Regions from separate parts of the Danio rerio genome. Here region 2 is linked to region 1. A link is a contact called in public Hi-C data. All regions are on one chromosome and are shown on one strand. The core of a region is the stretch at or near the end of the contact, and the rest is flanking DNA. Distances in the headings are between cores, read along the strand shown. Region 1 holds the start of hspe1 (heat shock 10 protein 1). Region 2 holds the start of dnajb11 (DnaJ heat shock protein family (Hsp40) member B11).

Region 1 (3,306 bases), core at 581-3,080:
ATTTATTATATTTGTTTTTTAAATTACTTATTTGAATCTCACAAATGTTCATCTTCATTTAATAATTAGATGGTATACATTTTCTTTTAAAAAATGCTTATAGTAATAATTTGTAATTTATTAATTAAATTTTTATTATTATTATTATTATTAGTTAATTTATTATTTTGTTTGGCTAATATTTTACAATAAAATCTGCATGAATGACCCCTTTCCCCAGTTTGAGAACCTCTGATTTAATCAATGACGTGGCCCCGCCCAAAACTGACAAACATTGGTTGAAGCAGGCAGAAATCCTTTACTGATTGGCTGATAGTAGCCAACAAATCGAAGAATCAGTTTCTTAAAAGATCCTAGTGTGATTTTTCATTACAATTTCGGTGTTCGGTTAGGCATAGAGTACATTTAATGCATGGCAGTCACACACAGAAAAAAATATCTGAACAAGGATAATATCTGAACAATCCCTAACCAGCAAGGGAAAAAAAGCCTTGTGTCGAGGTCACATGATACGGATGCCAAAAATTTGTCTTTGCACTCGCCGCCCCCTCCAATGCTTTACACTGGCCATTCATTCATTTTTTAAGCTAATTCTCCTCTTATTTGGTGTCCAAAATGTCAGCACCTCCCCTTAAAACATGTTCTGGAATATACGATATCATCACTTCATGGATCACATGGACACTTACAACAATGTTTCGTAAAATCAGAGTACCATGCATTTAAAAAAATGTTTAATATAACATTAGACTAACATTTTCAGTGTAATGTTATTTTGTATTTAATGTAAATACTAATGTTTAAACAATCGTGTCTTGTAAAGCCTGTAGTGAGTCCCTCTACTACCCCACGTGTGTTCAGGGCGTCACAAGGTCAAAATCACTCCGCGTCACGACACAGACGGAAATGATGCCTTTCATCTCCATGAGTTCACGTTATAAAGTTCCCTGGATATTCCTTTTGTTTAATCAAAATCAACCATAGTAGATTTTACACCGCTTAAATATTCCAAACATAAAAATATTTAATATTCGTAGGCCTCAATATAGCATAACTTGCAATAGTCAACTGAACACCTATAACCACTATTATACTGTCTTAAATTGCTTATAAAGCAACAGCTAAATTAAACACATGCATTACAGTTGTCAGCATAAGTGCATAACGTTATAATATGCAAAACACCCTGCTTACTATAAAGCCGGCTATTCTAATGGCTGCATCTGTCATCAAGGATAAATGTTAAAAAAAAATTAACTAATTGACAAGTCGTTCGACAAGAAACATGCACGATGCTACTTTATAACTCTGAGAAACAACGTGACAGTGTGTTACATGATTAACTTACATGCTACGATACGTCCCTGCCTGTTTGAGCTCACTGATTTCAATTATCTTTATATCAGCTTGGCATTAAAGAGCATTAAGCAATATATTGTGTTTATAGGCTTTTATGGATGAGGATAATGCTGAGTGACTTACTGCAGAGTGATCTGGAGGTGAATGAAGGGATGCGCGTGTCCGTCAGCGGAGCAGGCTGAATGATATAAGAGGAGCCGCTTTAGAGCCGCTGCAGTTCCACTCGACGCACATGTGTTCTTCATCCGGGTAACCTCCCCCGCAGCCCTGACATCTGCATAACTCAATACTCTCACATTCTATGTATGCGTTATGCTTTTTTTAAAACATACGCTTTCAGCAACTTTTGTCTCAATAATAATTGACGTATTTTGACGACAGTGGGAGAAAATGTGAACAAAATGTATCATTAATATCTATTAAATCGGTGTTATGCTCGTTCCGGGGCTTTAAGTTCGAGAAATTTCGCAGATTCTATTGGAGAAAAATAGACGTCAGAGGTCAAGATTGTGCAACCAGAAATGGTATTGCGTTTTGCAAATTTCGTTGTTTTTTTTGTTAAAGGTCTAATATTATAACCTTTTCTTATAGATTATCTACATATTAAGTCAATATATGTGTATTTATATTATATAATTACAATACTTTATTATTAATAATATTAGTATTATGTAGAAAGCTCAAGATAGCTTTTAAAAATGCATTTGAGTTGAGTTATTTGTCAATTTTATCTTTTAAAAATAAAAATCATCTATATTAAATGTGTTTGAATAACGTGAAATTTTGTACTGAAGCAGCACATGTATTATTCATTTAAATATTGTGCAAGTTATAAATGCTGTAACAATCAGATAAAAATTTCTCCTTTGTTACGAAACAACAAAAAAAGAGTCAAATGTCTTTATGTAAGGTTTGGGAGATCGAGGAATATTCTAGATTGCAGGTCTGGGGTCGGTAGGGATTGTCTTGTGGCGCATGCGCAGTGCCCTTCCAGACATTTCTTCTTCACGTGGATCGCAGGAGTGAAGTGGTCCAGTGTGACGGTCTCTTGCTGCTCTGTCGGACGCGGTTTTCTTAAAGATCAGCTAAAATGGTAAGACGCGTAAGATAATTAATCCAACTACTCCGTCTGAATGAGATGTTACTATGTTGTGTTGAATTGTTTCGCGTGATGTTTTATAACTCCCCATCAACTGCGACTGCAAGGTCACGGTTAGTAATGCAGTCGTGCCCAGATTCAATGTGTAAAAATGATTTGATGCTGAAGTTGTTAGTTAATATGGGCACGTGAAGTGTGGGTGAAAGGTTGGTTTATGTCAATAAGGTTCAGAGCTAACCCGATGTATTTAATGAATAATTTTGCTAACAGCTGGTTTATACACCAGCGTAACATTTTGGTATAACGTTAACGTTAGATGTGTAAATGGGGTTTTAATAGTGTTAATGTTACACGATAAAAAAAATGCACCTGACATTTTGTGTTATAAATACTTAACGTGTTAAGAGTGTTTTTCTTGTATATCCGTCACACATTGTGTAAAATTGACTTAATTTTCGTTATAATAACTTAATAATTCACGTTGTGGAAACACTCAGGCTCAAAGATCAGTACAGCCAATAGTGTTTCAGCTAGACATGAACTTCCGGGTCATTTTGAATAGAGGCGAACGCATGTGCATTATGATGGACACTGCTGTAACTACTTTGTATTTTATTGAGACAGATATATATTTTTAAATGCAGGGTAATGCTTTTATTTGTGCATATTTAAGAGAAAGTTTACCCAAAAATGAAATGTACTTTTACTCAGTCCTGAAGAGGTTCTATATCTTTGAGCGTTTTTTTCTGTTAAAAAGATAAGATATTTAGAAAAATGTTGGAAACCGGTAGCCGTTAACATCCATTAAAAATATATATATAAAAGTAAGTCAATAACTACCGGTTTCC
Region 2 (3,126 bases), core at 312-2,811, 350 kb after region 1:
TATATATATATATATATATATATATATATATATATATATATATATATATATATATATATATATATATATATATATAAAATATCGCAATATATGGCCAAAAGCATAACAAAATAATGCAGTGTTAAATTTTTCTAATATCGTGCAGCCTTATATAATATTTAGAATCTTTAATATTTAGAATATATATTATAGAATATTTAACATTAGTCATAATATTTTACTTTAAATCGTGAATATATATTACAATTTTTTTGTGAAATTGTTGCATAATATAATATTTGATTGATTTATGAAAATAAAATAATAAATTCACCTTAACATAATATTGAATTGAGCTACATTTTTTAAAATAAAATAAAAACATTGTGTAACAATTTAATTTTGCACACATTGTATATTATTACACGCTACACGTCACATGAAATGAATAAGAAAAAGCAGATGTGTCAACCAATCAGAGGCGGCCACACAATTCTTCTAACAAATCAGAGAGCTCCATGGATTCGTTTCTAACAACAACGCTCATGCTGGTCATATTCATTTCAGTGGGGATTGTACTGATCTTTTGTTCTGATTTGGAAATATGATATATGACAATAGGGACGCAAAACATCATCAATTTAGATATCTGTATTAAAGCTACGAATACTGTTCGCAAGACTAACCAAGTCGTCATTACACAATAGACCATTTTAACACCTATATTACCGAGTGAAGAAATTAGCATTGTTCAACACATGAAGCGTAACAATTACAACAAAAGCAGATTCCAGTTAAAATGACTTGTTAAAACGATCTCTGAATAAAATGGCTTACCTCGTAAGCAGCTCCAAGGTCTGCAAATTTGTCTTGGGCATTTGGGTCATCTTGGTTTCTGTCTGGATGAAGCTGCAATGCCAACTTTCTGTAGGCTTTCTTAATGTCTTTGACTGATGCTGATCTACTAACCCCTAGAATTTTGTAGAAATCCCTCCTGAAAACAAACAGGAATTCAGAAGTACGTTGAACCACACACCAATCCATTCATTAATTTAAGGATACTGATGAATAGAAACAGCCGTGGATACTGGTGTCTAATCATTTAACATCATGACCAAAAAAAGCAATACAATCAACAACACGAAGCTTCAGATATTCCTGGAATAAATATGACAGTTACATAAACATGCAGATTCACAGAGGAGTTGGCAGCTTCATTACAGCAATTATTAGTCGTTTTAAACAATAAGCGTCGAATTTTAAACAAAACAAAACAACAACCAGGGTGTTAAAACTCTGCATTGAAGTACAAGAAATAAAGGACATAATGTGAAGTCGTTTCTGGTGAGCTTCACTAGCACGATGCACGGACAGTGGCGTAGACCAATCACAGTGAAACATGTGTACCAGCCAGAGTACTGAGTTAGTGTAATGAACTAAACCCTAACGCGAAAACCATACGATATTCACTTACCCTGCAAATACGGTCAGTATCAAATATAAAAGCAGAAAACAGACACTCGACAATTTCATTCCTCTAATAGCCATGGGTCCTTGTTTCCTTCAGAAGTCCAGTAAAACACACCGGCTTTCTGTGATGTCTATCAAAAAGCCTCTTCCTGCTCTGTCACAAATCCCCGCCCAGGTTCAGAAAGGAAGTGTTATAAAAGTCAGTCGAAGCAAACATCGTTATATTGTATTAATTATATTATATTATATTATATTATATTATATTATATTATATTATATTATATTATATTATATTATATTATATTATATTATATTAGTAGCCCAAGCCATGTTGGCATTAAATGCAAGCAATATTTCAAATTCGACAACAAATCACACAAGAACAATTATTTAATATGATTTAAATATAACTTTAGTTTATATAAATACATTTAATTGACGTTAAACATGGTCTAATTTAAATAACTTTTATGTACTATATCCACAGATCTATGTAGAATTCTCTTCAGTATTTTAGCTCAGTGACTCTTTCACGTATATATGCAACTTTTATTTTGTCATGCACGTAACGTTAAGTTTACACTTCCGTATAGAAATGGCATCTTTGGACAGGGTGAAAGTGCTGGTTTTGGGAGATTCTGGTAATAAACATGATCAAAATAATCTATCGACCTTGTTTTGTGTTAACCTACTTAATATAATGTCAATGCACATTTATATTGTAACGTCATGTAATATTACACTCAAGCTAACGTTATGTGTTGGCTACCACATCATAGCTGAGACTGAAATATTATATTCGTTTTATTTATTAGTAGTCGTTGTTTAATTATTATTATCAAGATTCATTAATTTTGTGAAAAAGGGGGAACTTTATCTAATTGTATTTTTAATCGTAAAATAAATTATTATGAACATCAATAATCCTGTCCTGATCAGTGTTGTTTGTCTGTTTACAGGAGTAGGGAAGTCCTCTCTTGTACACCTTCTTTGCCAGAATCAGGTTTTGGGGAATCCCTCATGGACTGTGGGCTGCTCAGTGGACGTCAGGGTATAATGTCAATTAAAAGTGATTCATTTCAATTCACAAAGCTATGGAAAATGACAAAGTGAGTCTTGATTCTTTGGACAGGTTCATGACTACAGAGAAGGCACTCCAGAAGAGAAGGCTTTCTACATTGAACTCTGGGATGTTGGAGGATCTGTTGGCAGTGCCAGCAGTGTTAAAAGCACCAGAGCTGTGTTTTACAATTCAGTTAATGGTTAAGTATTAGTGTTCCCCTTTGAACACAATATATTTTATTACGAGAAACTTTTAAAATATATTGTTACAGTAAACTTGTCAGGCTAAATAATTCAAATGAATCTTGGACTTCTGCTGTCTTCATTAGTTTCAAAAACACAGATTTGATTACAATTTAAAACGGCATCATTTGAGATCTTTTCTGCTGGAGATACTGTTGTCCTAAAAAAATTAAAACGAAAATAAAACATCTTAAATATACAATAGGAACGGTATAGCAGAAAATTAGGGTGGTTTTAAAACCGCGACTTTTCCAAACCACAGTATACCTTGAAAACGGTTATTGTCCCATGCCTATTTAAATGTGCACCAGAGCTGTATGATAATATGAAAATATATGATGTTGTTGAGTATTGTAACAAAATTAATTGTGA

What was found. Hi-C and Micro-C count contacts between places; a contact is called where the count stands out from the background.
Region 2: a Hi-C map of hematopoietic stem cells shows a contact between it and region 1, with 2.3 times the contacts expected there. The contact joins the promoter of dnajb11 here to the promoter of hspe1 in region 1. A contact is called at or near these places in 2 of 18 Hi-C or Micro-C datasets (caudal fin and hematopoietic stem cells).

The regions. Positions count from the first base shown.
Region 1 is chr9:33,979,329-33,982,634 of GRCz12tu, forward strand. It overlaps hspe1 (heat shock 10 protein 1), which reads left to right and starts at 1,831. Exons shown (of 5, transcript NM_131526.2): 1 at 1,831-1,883; 2 at 2,270-2,452. The coding sequence starts at 2,450. hspd1 (heat shock 60 protein 1) reads right to left here and starts at 1,530. Exons shown (of 11, transcript NM_181330.3): 1 at 1,483-1,530.
Region 2 is chr9:34,332,073-34,335,198 of GRCz12tu, forward strand. It overlaps dnajb11 (DnaJ heat shock protein family (Hsp40) member B11), which reads right to left and starts at 1,562. Exons shown (of 11, transcript NM_198821.1): 1 at 1,454-1,562; 2 at 817-973. The coding sequence starts at 1,527. rabl3 (RAB, member of RAS oncogene family-like 3) reads left to right here and starts at 2,043. Exons shown (of 8, transcript NM_205733.1): 1 at 2,043-2,090; 2 at 2,409-2,500; 3 at 2,582-2,711. The coding sequence starts at 2,045.